2 separate regions of the Mus musculus genome follow, and region 1 is linked to region 2. A link is a contact called in public HiChIP or PLAC-seq data. All regions are on one chromosome and are shown on one strand. The core of a region is the stretch at or near the end of the contact, and the rest is flanking DNA. Distances in the headings are between cores, read along the strand shown.

The links. HiChIP or PLAC-seq counts read pairs in DNA pulled down with a chosen protein or histone mark.
Region 1: a BATF HiChIP or PLAC-seq map of CD8 T cells shows a contact between it and region 2, with 25 read pairs. The contact joins two enhancer-like sites. A contact is called at or near these places in 1 of 15 datasets of contacts at CTCF or cohesin (CD8 T cells), 3 of 484 Hi-C or Micro-C datasets (CD4 T cells, Th1 cells and myocytes) and 2 of 115 datasets of contacts at active chromatin or transcription factors (CD8 T cells and memory CD8 T cells).

The regions. Positions count from the first base shown.
Region 1 is chr16:24,504,686-24,511,969 of GRCm38.p6, reverse strand. All of the region lies in intron 3 of Lpp (LIM domain containing preferred translocation partner in lipoma), which reads right to left. Among named protein-coding and RNA genes, the nearest start is that of Gm24440, 100 kb to the right of the region's middle. Within about 2 kb of position 3,914, at least 56 of the 459 cell types and tissues checked have an H3K27ac peak or open chromatin away from gene starts, as enhancers often do. A contact at or near this core is called in CD8 T cells, Th1 cells and memory CD8 T cells, where this site is marked.
Region 2 is chr16:24,701,840-24,709,108 of GRCm38.p6, reverse strand. The region is part of intron 7 of Lpp (LIM domain containing preferred translocation partner in lipoma); the gene reads right to left. Among named protein-coding and RNA genes, the nearest start is that of Mir28a, 120 kb to the left of the region's middle. Within about 2 kb of position 4,663, at least 21 of the 459 cell types and tissues checked have an H3K27ac peak or open chromatin away from gene starts, as enhancers often do. A contact at or near this core is called in CD8 T cells, Th1 cells and memory CD8 T cells, where this site is marked.

The DNA of each region.
Region 1 (7,284 bases), core at 2,665-5,164, 200 kb after region 2:
CTGCTTCCTCTAAGGCAGCTCAAGTGCTGCTGGACACCCACCACAAACCATGGGCTTCTGCTTGCTCTCATGTGCCATTTAGTGTTTGTTTGTTTTTCAAAGTTATTCCCACAATGGTACTGGGAGAGAGAATTAATTCCACAGTGGTATTAAGATAAGTCAAAGCAGATGCTGAAACCCCATGAACCCGTTTAACTGAAGTTTTAAAACATTAAAAAAGTTTCCTGCCAGTTTCAAATTCTTTGGTTTTTTTTTTTTTTTTTTTAATTATTTGTTCTTGAGTGTCTAGACTAACCCTGACATCTTATTGTACTCTGGGTCACCTTTCTCCATTAATTTATTAATTTACTTCATTTGCTAAGTCATCCAATCACAAGTGTGTTAGGAGCTTGGCTATTAGTCAGGTGTCAAGGTCAAATTACTTAGGCTCTCCTCCCTACACTTCCTCATCTACACACTCAGAAGATAACCAGCAACCATGGCTCTGGGTTGTTACAACACTTAAATGAAGTGATACATGCAATGCACAGAAGTGATTGGTATACAGTAAGTACACCATAGGTGCTCACTCAGTGCATAACTGGATACATTATGGAAACTAAATGACATAAGAAAAGAGTCTAGCTGAGTTCCTACCATATGGTAGGTCCTGGAGGAGGAGAACATTATCAAGTTATTATTGCTATTCTGATGGTAGAGACATGTCTCCCGTCTAATGCCCCATCTGAGTTAGCCTATAAACCCCAAGTCGACTACACACAGCCTTTCACATTAGAGACATTCCAGTTGGTGAGGATTCAGCCTTTCCTGGAACTTACTGAGCAAACAAAAATGTAAGATGCTAAAGTAACTTATCTCAAAGTTTACGAGCCTCAATTGTCCATTTTCACCAAAAATTTTATCTTCAATTTGAAAATTATCACTGTAATTTCAGGCTAAACCACAGTAAAAAGCCTCAATTTAATGTTCTTATTTATTTCTGATATCTTTCTCCAGAAATAAAGATGAAAAATGACTTCTAAATCCCCACCTTTAAAATCCTATCTGGCTGGCTGGCAGAGACTGAACCATTACTTATAAAACCATTTCTACTGTGCCAGGTCCTTCACAGGTGGCAATCATGGATACTTTTCTGAGTCAGTCAGAGAGTAAGAGAGACAGATAATGCAGAGAGCGAGAGACAGACTTTAAAGGCAGGGAATGGGAGACACTTGAGTCAAGAAAAACGCATGTAGAAGAACGGTTCTAACCAGTATACCTAAGGAAACACAAGTAAGTAAAGAATTCAATTTCAGTGGGGCAGAAGGATGGCTCAGTGAGTTACAGTGCCTGTAACTCAAGCAAGTGGTGTGATGGCGGTGCTCTATCTGTAACACCAATACACTGAACAGCACAGGCAAATCCCCGCAGCTCACTTATCAACCAGTCTACCCAAATAAGAGAGCTTGTCTCCAAAAGTAAGGTGAAGAAAGAAAATATGCTGACAGGAACCTCTAGCCTGCATGTGTACCCACAGGAATGAGGGTATGCACACACAAAGGCACACATGCATATTACATACCATGCAAACTAAATTAAAAATATATGTAGAAAAAAATATATGTGCATGCATGTATTTGTGCATAAATATGTATGTGTATATATACACAAGTCTGTGTGTAAAGACACATTTAGGTGTGTTGCCTGTCATCTGATCCATGTATGTGATAATAATAAATAACACCCAAGAGAACTGGGGACAGAAACATGAGGGATTACCATAGAGAGGTGTGACTACAGGCTGGATGAAGAGCTCCTGAGGGGCCATGCCACTCAAAGGCTCAACTGGGACAAAGTCATTCCAACCCCATTTCTATTTCTAAGAATGGAGGCCCTCACAAAACTGGTGTGAAATTCAAACAGCAACACACATTGGAAAGTGTTTTTGGAAATGTCTGTAGGAGCAGAAAGGGACATTCCCACTCATTTGTCCCAGTGCCTGGGAGAGCAACTTCCTGTCTGAGCCAACATGCCTCAAGTGGAGTCAATTCCCAGCACAGCCTGCATTCAGCAAAGCAAGATGGGATGTGGACAATTTTCTAGAGAGCCGATGTTTTGCAATTCCTCTATTATTTCTAAAACAAAAAGGAAAAACTCTTTTTCCCTCTTTTTGTTTTTCCAAATAAAAATAAATTATAACCCTTACTTGCTAATAACTGCAGGCTGGAGCTGTCCTTAAGTAAAAGCTTTTGATAACAAATTGCCTGCACTAACTGCTATTTTACTGCTGAATTTTTTTATTGTTGCTTAAGCATGGCAATTATGCTAATAAGCCTGGGAGGATGGTGCACTGAGTATTGAGTCTGACAGATAAAATACTCAATAAAATGCTAATCTCACCTGGAAATTGGAATCAGACAGTCTTATTAGTATTTATGGATATGGTATCCTAAACATGATTTTTAAAGATAGATAGATATGAAATCAATGTCTCCAAACACGGCCCACCATTCCTAGTCCTCTGTGTGCTGAAACTCAAGGTGACGACTCCTCATTACCTTTGTCTTGCTTCTTGCCACAGAAACATCATGGGGATTGTCTTCCTTCCCCCACGTCCTCCCCTTCCCATTATCACACCCCCCTCCCCACAGAGGGAAGGTAAGAACTGTCTGTCAGAGCAGAAAGAGGCAGATTTGACAGCAACAAGAGCCATTTGTCAAACCATCTGGTTCTCTCTCCACCTGACAGGAAGGAGTGATGTGTTAGAAAGAGCAGAGAACAGAGTATTAAAGAGTTGGCTTCTAGTCTTGACTTTGCTATTTCCCCAACGTGTGACCTTGCTAGACCTCCACGTGTCAAATAGGAACCTTCTGCCACCCAGTAACTATGTCTCTGTGAGAAACACATATCCATGTGTTGCATTAAAAATTGGGTCAAGGGCCAAAGATATGGCTCAGCTGGTAAAGGCACTGGTCACCAAACCTGACCACAGGCTTCAATCCCCAAGACTCACACAGCAGAACAAACTCATATTCTCTCTCTCTCTCTCTCTCTCTCTCTCTCTCCCTCTCTCTCTCTCTCTCTCCTCCAACATCCACATATGTGCTCTAGCATACATGTGTATTTGTGTGTGTGTGTGTGTATGTGCGCATGCGTGTGGGGAGAGAGAGAGAGATTGTTTTTAAAATGGAGCTCTCAAGGTCATGGATCAATGGCAAGGAAAATATAGGAACCATGGTAGATTAAAGAGAGCGGAAAGCTGAATATCTTCAGCTCTAACTTACATGGTTCTCTTTCAACCAAATATCCCCATTATGGTACCAGCCTAAATTCAGGTACCGCAAGCACCAAGTACAAAGAGGCACACTTTCCAATTGCCCTCAAGTTTAGACTGATTTTCTTTTTTAGGATCAGCACATTTATTTATTCAAGGAGGAACCAAGGATATAAGTTTGTTTTTTTTTTGTTGTTTTTTTTTTTTTTTTGCTTCCAATTTTGTGTGTGAAAAAGCAAGACATGTATGTCAGTGCATAAGTCTTAGAAGTCAACTTCTGAGAGTTTGTTTTCTCCATCTACCATGTGGATTCTAAGGCTCACACTCAAGTCACTAGGCTTGATCCTCCATCTTTAACTGCTGAGTCATCTTAATGGCCCCTAGGTACCTATTTCAAATGGCCTGAGATCTAAAGGGTCCAATATTACTTTTAAACAAAAATGTTTCTTCTTGATTTCCACATCAACCCCATCATAGAGAAGGCGCACTCTAGAAGTGACCAGAGGCTCTCACCCATGCGCAGTGAGTGGGCACTAGGGTCAGGACAGGCAGCCTTGCCTTCTGACTGATTTTAGTGTGCTGCGAAGCACACCACAGGGTCACAGTGTGTTGACTCATTCAAACCTGAATAGCCAAGACACAAGTCACAGCCACACATGGGGCGGGGAAGAGAGCCTCACATCTGAAGCAGCACCAATCAGAGATTTCTCACAACAGTCTCAAGGACACAGGAGCTAAACAGCCCTGAAACCTCTGTCTTCCTCTGTGAAAGATCTACGCCCAGGAAAAGCAGGTTCATAGCAAGAAGCTATGTCCTCTGCCCCAGATACTCTCTCCCCTTCCTCTTCTGACCAGTGAGTCCTTGTGGCCACAAGCAGCAAGCATGGGAGAAGTTCCACCAATAAAAAGAGCTCAATAAAGCTCACGGGTCTCTCCAGCTGACTCCCTCATGCAGGCACAGCTGAGCTTATTAAGTAATAATAATAATAATAATAATCAGAGAATACTGGCAGCCGGCCTTTGCAAAGGGCAGAGGAGAGCCCCTGGGGTAGATGCTCACTGGGTGAGTAGCTTCAACCACCACAATCTAAAACAACTTCCATGTATGTCCAGGCATGTATGCATACATGCTGGAGCTCAGATACACACAGATCTTGAACAAAGGGGGACTATGAGGTCCCTGCCACATTTTATAGATATATATCCACAACTTCCACGTGCTGGTCAGTTCTTTATTTCTACAATTCACATAGGAGAAGAGAATTCAAGTCCATGATCTCCTCCATTTCGTTACCCTATGATCCACACTAAGTGTGCAAAACACTGTCAGAACAATCTTTCACATGGAAACCATTCTCCTCCAAGTTACAGGAAATAAATGTACTTGTCCAATTCCCACAGGTCCTGAGACCCACACCCAGGCCCCCGGCTGCACAGCACTGGGGTTTTGCTTCATTTAGTGTGCTCGGTTTTATTTTTTCCATTTGATTATCCTCCCTCTAAATTACCAGTTGTTGCCCTGTTGCAGTAAACAACCAGAGCAGAAAGTCAGCTCTGAACTGAGACAGCTCCCCACAGAGGAACAACTCAATTCATACTTCGAGGAATAGTTTCTGGGAAAGCAGAGGAGGTGATGCTATCAAATACTGAAACTTAGAACTCCTACTCACTAGCTGCCTGGGGTGCAGGAAATGGGGCAGAGGCCCTCTCCCTCCCTGTTCCTGCTGCCCGTTTCTGTCACTCATAGTCATTACCAGACTGAACTCTTTAGTCAAATGAAAGCTTTTTCCTAGCTTTCTGGCCTTGGGTAAGTCCCTGAAGCCACTGGCCCCGTTACTCACACACACTTAGGAACAGCTATGCAAACACGCATGTGGGGCTGACTAGAAAGTAGCCCTGCCTTCCTTGCCCTACACAATACTACAACATGCTGCAGGTCTACAATGGCTCAGCTCTATCACAAACTCAGACTTCAAACATCAAACTCTCCGTGGGTCTCTCTTCTACCCACCCTTCCTACCAGCCGCCATCTGCTATAACTCCAGACCAAGCCCACTCACCTCTGCCAATAGTGAAAAAGAACCCACCTCTCCATCACCATCATCAACTTTCCCCTGCACCCTATGGGGTAAGATTCCACCAGGTATTCAATAGCTCTGCATCAACAAGATCTTAAAAAACAAAAACAAAAACAGAAACCTCCACTAAGTGGCTGCCCTTCACTGTGCATGCAACAACTCCAGTACCAGGCTGGTACCAAGGTCTGGATTAGAAAGAAAAGCCAGGACAAAGCAAGGCAATGTGGACACCAAGGAGTACTGCAGCCAGCACCTATGAGCGTGCCACCCAATAAGCAGGCCACCATCCACAGAGGCTGGCCTTCGGGCAGGTCATGCACTAAACACTATCTTGGGTCCTTACAGACATCCTTTAATATGTACAACTAAGCATACAAGGCACATCTATCCCTCATTAAAGTCACTTAAATTAAGGCTTAAATAGGCTTTGTTATTCATTCCCACTGAAGCTGTCTGTGCACACCATTCAAATACAAGCAACCTTAGAGCTCACACTTTCAAGTCTATGCATCTTTGCTGGGACACTACTAGGTTTTATTCTGTTTTATTTTAATATTTTAAAGTGTGGTTGCCTTAAATTACATTGTTTACCCTTTGAAATTAAAAGACAATAAACCAAAATTCCAAGAGCTCTCCAAATTTTCAAAATTATGTTTTAATAATACTTCTAACAGTCTTCACACTCTGTTATTTGGATACTTATTATCTTATGTTTAAGGAATAAAGTATACTAAGCTTAGTACTTACAGAGAACTTTAACATTCCGTTAAAGTTAAAACATTATATAAAGTTGTATTAAACAATGAAAAACAATTCAAAATTCAGATCCTAGTCATGTAACAGCCTAAGAGCAGCATTTCTGTAACTGGCGTGGCACAGAGGAAGGTGGTGCAGTCATGGAGGAGGACATGTGGGCACTACCCATTTAGATACTTATTTCTCTCGTGTCGAATGTGCCCACATACTGAGAGGTGCTATTTCTAAACAAGCCCGAGACACTCACAAAGGAGCCCTTCCTGACTGCTGGCCCCATTTCACAGATTTTGCCATACACACAATCTGGTGGGCACAGGCTGGGCACAGTGTCCTAGGCTTGATCTTTCTGTGTGGTTCCTGCCTCCTGTAGCTTTGTTCTACTTATATTCTGAATGAGAAGCAGTTTAAACATAAAGAATTATTACGGACGAGTCACTGGAACAGCATTTAATTTCAAGTCAGGAGAAGATGTTTCACAAGCAGCAATCTAGTTAAGATCCTAACAGTGCTAGTGGAAAGTGGATTTATCGAGGACATCAAGGGAGGAGTCTGACCCTGGACTCTCCCCAAAGGCCAGAGTCATAAAACAAAGCTGTAATTTCCCCAATTTCACAAACACAGCACCTTAACTCTGTCTGCTTTCCCGGTAATAGGGTGAATGACTGCACAGTCTTCTTAAAGGAGATAAACGAGCAGAGGCTGGGATGCACCTCTGTAGCAGAGTTAGGCTCTGAGTTCAATCCATGGTGATAAATGATCAAAGCAGGAGGGGTAAAAAAAAAAAAAAATCAAAGTGAGAAATTTGGAGGTCACTGTGAAAACCACTTCCTCGTTGTAAGAGGCAAATGTTTCTGAGAGAAGGTGACACCCTTAGGAACCTCAGTGCTGGAAGACAGACAATATCCCAACCTAACTGCAGTGGCCCAGCATCTACAGCAGGCATGCCCCTCCCACTGCGCTAGAGAAGAGGGGCTAAATAGAACTGAGCAGAGGCTGGCAGCTGCTCTTTAGAGCTCTGCTCCTAAAACAGGCTTCCTCTTGAATCAGTATAAGGCAGGGTACCTTCAAGGCCAGCCCCTGAACCATGATCCAAAAGGGAGAGATGCCACCAGAACAGGAGGCTGTGTAGAATGGGATCCTGAAAGCTCAAACATATAGGATGGGGGCAGATGGAAGTATCCTTCCACATGGAAAGCT
Region 2 (7,269 bases), core at 3,414-5,913:
TAATACCATCATGGAGCAGCCTTATGGAATCATACATTCTGAATGTGGGAACAATGAGATGCCTCCTTCCATGATAAGGGCCACTTATAAGATGGAGACCAAGCTACATGCCATCAGAAGAAAACACTCCTTGATCTCACCCCAGAATTCCCATCTCCTACACTGGGAACCTGAGATACTGTAATTAATTAAATCACCGCTTTGTGTTGCATCTGAGATAGTGTGGCATAGACAGAGGCAAGAATATGTCAAGGTCTCCTAAGTAGATTAGTATAGAACAGAGTAGACGTAGAATTTAGTTATCTTGGTTTCATGTCTTTATATTATCGCCCTATCCATAGTATGAGATCATTATTTAATAGACTTTTGAAATCAAAACTACATCTTCCTTCCATTTTAGTTACAAAAGAGAAGTACTGCTATTGATATAAACATGGTCATATATACAGTAGACAGAATATACTCAAACACAATTTTCATAGCCCTGTTATCTTTTACAGTCAACTTTTGATCTTCAGTAAACAGGATTTTAATCAACTATCACTTGAGACAACAAGGTATTTTATATTATTTGTGGCTATTGTGAAGGGTGTTGTTTCCCTAATTTTTTTCTCAGCCTGTTTATCCTTTGAGTAAGGAAGGCTACTGATATATTTGAGTTAATTTTATATTCAGCCACTTTGCTGAAGTTGTTTATAAGGTTTAGGAGTGAGTCCTCTGTTGGAAGTTTTGGGATCACTTAAGTATAATATCATATCACCGGAAAAGGCAAATAGTGATATTTTGACATCTTCCTTTTCTATTTGTATCCCTTTGACTTCCATTTGGTGTCTAATGGCTCTAGGATTTCAAGTACTATATTGAATAGGTAGGGAGAAAATGGGCAGCCTTGTCTAGTCCCTGATTTTAGTGGGATTGCTTCAAGTTTCTCTCCATTTAGTTTGATGTTGCCATATTGCTTTTAATATGTTTAGGTATGGACCTTGGATTCCTGATCTTTCCAAGACTTTCATCCTGAACAGGTGTTAGATTTTGTCAAATGCTTTCTTGGCATCTAATGAGATGATCATGTGGCTTTTTTTTTTTTTTTTGAGTTTGTTTATACAGTGGGATACATTGATGGATTTCCATATATTGGACCATCTCTGCATTCCTGGAATGAAGCCTACTTGATCATGATGAATGATTGTTTTGATGTGTTCTTGGATTTGATTTGTGAAAATCTTATTAACTACTTTTGCATCAATATTCAGAAGGGAAATTGGTCTGAAGTTCTCTTTCTTTGTTGGGTCTTTGTGTGGTTTAGGTATAAGCATAATTGTGGCTTCATAGAACAAATTGGGTAGTATTCTTTCTATTTTTATTTTGTGGAATATTTTGAAGGGAATTGATATTAGGTCTTCTTTGAAGGTCTGATAGAATTATAGAATTCTCCATTAAAACCATCTGCTCTTGGGTTTTTTTTGTTTTTTTGTTTTTTGTTTGTTTGTTTGTCTTTTTTTTTTTTTTTTTTTTTTTTTTTTTTTGGGTTGGGAAACTTTTAATGACTGCTGCTACTTCATTAGGGGTTATTGAACTGTTTAGATGGTTTATCTGATCCTGATTTAACTTAGGTACCTGGTATCTGAGTAGAAAATTGTCCATTTAATCCAGATTTTCCAGTTTTGTTGAGTATAGGCTTTTCTAGTAGGATCTGATGATTTTTTGAATTTCAAAGAACCAAACAAAACAAAACCAAGCAAACCAAAAACCAGAGGTAAAAATGGCAAAATAACTATAGCCTGGCAATTTACTGAATGTAGTCTATTTTTTAAAACAGAGAAAAGTTAATTAGGTCACAGAAGTTCAGACAACAGCATGTGTTGAAGCAGGGCCCTGCCCTGGGATCTAACACTGTGGCCCACTGCACTGAATGATCATTTAGCACCTCAGGCTCATCCATACAAATCAAAAAATGATAAAAGTGAATAAACATTGAAGAAGAGCACAGAGAATGCCCATGCCATCTTAAACTCCACCAAAGGTCTGAACTGTATGCTTCAAATTTCAATCTTTAGGCTTTTGATCATACAATACAAGTGACTGGATCGTCTTCAGAAATGTTCTTCCTAGCTTCTAGAATCCACTGTGCTTGGGGCCTCCTCCCACAGGCATATTCTTTGCCTCCAAGATCATTTCTTCGGTTGTCTCCATTGCATTAAAATATTGTCTCAGATTTTAGTCTTTAAGTGGCAAAGTTCTGAAGTTCATTCTGCTGACTCCTAATGAGATATCAAGAGGAAAGATTGACTTTGAGCCTCGAATATACACCTATTCAGTAGAAACTGAGATTCTAACAGGACAAACAGAACATATACAAAGACAAATTCTTGATCATCTTTTCTCCCTTTCCCCCATTATATAAAAAAAAAAGAAAGAAAAAGCTAAGAATATGGCTCATTAGATAAAAGAACTTGCTTTTAAAGCAAGAAACCTGTATTCAGACCCCCAGCAAAGGCCCAGCACTTGGAAACAAAGACATTTGGATTTCAGGAGTTCTGAGCCTACCACTCAAAAGAAGTGAACTTCAAGTTCAAATGACACACCTGTCTCAAAAACTAATGATGACAAAGGTTGAAAAGACGCTCAATGGTTAAGAGTAGAGCTCAATGGTTAAGTGCTGCTCTTGCAGAGGCCCTAGGTTCCAATCCCAGTACCCACACAGTGGCTCACAACTGAGAATTCAGTCCCAGAAGATCCAATGCAATCTTCTGAACTCTGTAGGCACCAGGCAGGCACATAGTGTGCAGACATAAGTACAAGCAAGAAAGCAAAGCCTGTACATGCACAAAGTAAAACAACATAGAGAAAGATATGAGGAGATACCCAATAAGCTACGACGGTGTCTGTGTGCATATGTGCACACACAAGCCACAAACACACACATCCAACACCCTACCACAAACAAATAAAAGTCTAAAATAAATGTCAAAATGAAAGCACCTCTAAAAATGGAAACCAAATGCCTGCTCTTTCTGTCTGCTGGAACCTCAGTAAGTGGTTACTACTCACATCCCATCTGCCCACCATCTTGTTGATTAGGCCATCAGTCCTAGACTTGCAAACCTTTGGATCTTCCTGTCTACAACCTGTCTCATTGATAGAGTCCTGCCAGCTTTCACATCTAGGTAGTTTGAAGCATTACTGCCTGTTGTCTGTTTTCCAGCAGGAGGCCACCATGACTAGAACACTTCTCATCAAAGCCTCCAGATGTTCCCCAGCTCCCTCTAAGGAAGACCCAGAGTCCAGAGCCCTGTGCCATGATCAGGAGCTGCTTTCTTTCTCACTGATACCTAGCATCTTGATTCACAGAGTGCAGCAGCCAATCCAGGCTGCTTTCCAATCTGACCCATGCCATTGCTGGCTAGAATCTGTGCCGTCTTTTCTCCTCTATCCCCTAAAATAACAAAAAATTGAAACGTGCCTGTCTGGAACATCCTTTAACATGCATCTAATAGCTTGTTTCAATACAACCTAGGTAGCTGTGCTCCAATGCTACCTCATCTTAAGTGTCTCCCCAGAAACCCCAGAAAAAAACGCAATGACCAGACCATCCCATCCCCTCTATGTTTTACCTTCAACTTTCTCTCTACCACTTAGTTAGACTTTAGTACATAATTGTCTGCTTTTGAATCCTCTCCCACAGGAAAATGAACCCTTTAAGGACGTACATTTCACTTTATTTGTGATTGTACCCTCACCATCCAGAAAACATTCAACAATGTCCACTAAGTACCTCATAAAAAGAGATAAATGAGTCCTTCGGTTACTTCTCTTGCAATTCCAGAAATAAGATGTGAGTAGAAGAATTTAATAGCATAAAAAGTCACATAGCAATGCAATCACCTTTAGAAGAGAGTTGCAGTTTTACTCAATAAAGGTAAAATATTATATGTTACCATCGATTTGGATTGTGAGTAATAGAATATAAAACTTGGACTCAGCTGTGCTGGACTGGAATGAGAGTAAGTAGGTGATGCAGGCTTTGTTCCCGGCACTGCCCCTTGTGGGCCTCGGGCAGCAGAGAGAACTCCACACATGTGGGACTTCCTACTTCTGGGATTTGGTATAAATTCAACTACCACTCATTCAAAAGATAGTGTCTCGGGGTTTGTTTACAGGACATATTTCACTGTTGTCAACTCTATTCGCAAGTTTAGAAAGGAGTCACATTTGAAATTGTGTGGCATTTCCAGAAAACATTATGCCACATCACTAACACAGAAAGTAGGCATAGCAGGTTCTTCCTCTTCACACACCAGTGGGTGTGAGATATCATCAACTACAACATAGAAGGGAAAGTAGTCAGGATGCTAAGCTCTTCCAGAAAAAAAAAAAGCACCCCATTCACACATGAAGATACATGGCAGTTTTCCTTTAATGCACACACTTCCAATGCTTGCTACACCAGCTCGCAGATATAAGGGATTGATACTCTGTGTTCTCCTGAGTAGTAGAGGTGACCTTTCAAAAGCCACCCCTCCTCATCCCCCAGCCTGCAATCCCATGGAGATCAAAGCCAGCTTGCTATTATGCAGTAACATTTCTGTGATCAGATACAGTGTGGGCTCTACAATTCTATGTATGTCAAGACATTTTCACATAAGTGACTCACTCGGTAGAGGCTCCGGCAGGGCACACCACACTCACACCTTCTCTTTTGAGGTTGAGCCCACCTCAGGAGAGTTACAAGAGAACATCCTGTTTAGCTGATCTGCTCTGCAACTCAACAGTGTAACTGGACTTGACTTAACAATACATCTTCTCTTCCATAATCTATCACAAAAATCTTTCCATCTATTTCTGTTCTCCAGCTCATATGTATGACAAGTCAGTCTTAGACAAGCATACACGTTAATCACCTATTCTTACATTAAAGGCACCAGGAAACAGAGGTGATGATTAGACTTCCTAAATATGTTCACAATTCCAGGGAGAATGGGTACTGCTCCTGGGGTGAATATCTGAAGGTCTATGCTGGCTCAGTCACTGTACATCAGCTCCAGGAAGCACCACAACGTGGGCTGCACTGTAACTGAGGCACATAATCGTGCTGTTCTTGGGCAGGCTACAAGCGGCTTGAAAAAGCTAGGGCAACTTTTCACAGGTCGATAATATGATTGGCCTATGTCTTAGTGAACACTACCATGGTCTATAAACTGGAAGCTTGGTAAATGTGATACTCTTGAGCTGGGAATCTTTAGAAGGTGGATCTTGTGAAAAAAGCAGATTATGAAATGAATGCTCATGGAGGCAAACCTTGCCTTCTGATATATGCATATGAGGACACTCTTCCCATGATGCCATTTGCCTTGAAGTAAGGGCAGAAAAACTTGGCTGTTAACAGAGCCATATTGCTTGAATGTCAACCTCCAAGAATTTTTATTTTAGCTCCAGGTCTTTTGTTACAGTAATAAAACATACTAATAACAACCAACAACAACAAAATTCAGAAAGGCTTTAGACCTTGAGTAGTATTCCCATCAGGGCAAAACCAAAGCAAGGAGAAAGAATAAAATAATGATGTGAACATTTACAACATACAAGATACTGAAATGTGTTCCAAGAACAGGTAACCACTGTACTTCATTTCCCGTGGAAACCGCTACAAATCACTGTTGGCTAGCAAGGACCTGCTACTGACCTTAATGAGATATTACACAACAGACTGCATATGTCTGCACTAAATGAATGAATTCCCTGTTACTATCAACATAAACTCAGGATGTATTACCTAAAGGAAAAAGCCTACTTCCTGTCTGAACACTTCATCTCTTTTTGAAATGTACCATTTTAGAAGAGTATAAAGCTGCTTTTCTGGGCTTATGATGGGTAAAATAACAACCTAGTAATAGTCAAATTGTAACTTCTAGATCTTGTGGACAAATTTCTTTATTTGCCAGAATAAACGCTGAAGATGTGGTTAACCATAAACAATCTGAGATGAAGACAAAGACCTGAATTACCCAGGTAGACCTAATCTAATCACACAAGGCCCCCAAAGCAGAAATACTCCCTGTATAATCAGATGGAACCATATGGAAGAAAGCATAGTCAAAGAGCTGATTTATTGCAGGCTTTCCAGACAGTGGATGAGGATATAAACAAAGGAATGCAGGCAGGCTCTAGAAGCTCAAACGAGAAAGGATATAAACTTTCTCTATTCATTTTAGCCCATTGAGACTAAACAAATAAAGAAATTTGTCCACAAGATCTAGAAGTTACAATTTGACTATTACTAGGTTGTTATTTTACCCATCATAAGCCCAGAAAAGCAGCTTTATACTCTTCTAAAATGGTACATTTCAAAAAGAGATGAAGTGTTCAGAGACTAAACTTGTAAACCCCAAAACTAAATAAAAGTAAAGGTAAGAAAAATAATGTTCTTTTATGTAATCGAGTTTCTGGTGTATTGCTGGAAACTCACCCAGATACCAAATTCACCCTACTGGCCAGGCTTTTCTCCTGGGTCAAGAGCATCTATCTATTCTCAGAGAACTCCATATGTACTGCCCATGGGTCTATCAGGCATCATTTAAATCAGCAATGTACATGACTCCAATATCAATATGCACAAGACTTCTCACTACCTTAAGTTTATCCCATGCTGGTGACTGGCCCAGGCTATACTGAAACTGCTCTAAGGTGGAAATCAGCCCAGATTTACCACAAGCATGTTCAGCAAAGATTCTCAGAATAATTCAGACAAAAGAAAAGGAAATAGAGGTAGAAAAACTGTACAAACTGTTGAACAAATTCCTTTTTTGAAAGATGGGGCCCTAAAATCATTGAAGGCAAAGTCTTATGGACACAACACAATGCTTTGCTTTATAGGCTAATTCTTTAATAACAAGCACAAATTCGTTCAACTCATTTGCAAGAAGATGATAGCACAGGTTTTGAGTCTGTACATTTACCATTTTTCACGTCTCATGCCCTATTCCTAAGACCAAGCTAAGCTGCTCATGGTTAGGAGAGATGGCTTCTGTTGTCTCGTTCCTTCTGATCCCTCTAGCCAGGAATACTGAATTCTTACGCTTCAATAGGGAATAAAAGCCAGGTCCATACACAAATTATATCCTTGATAAAAAATGACTGTCAAAGGCATCACTATCTAACTCAGCTCCCCCAAAATACTGTCGTAGTACGCATTAGAACAGCCTTCCTGGGCTCATATGTTTGAACACTTGATCTCCAGTTGGTAGAACTGTTGGCAAAGGTTTCTGAGGT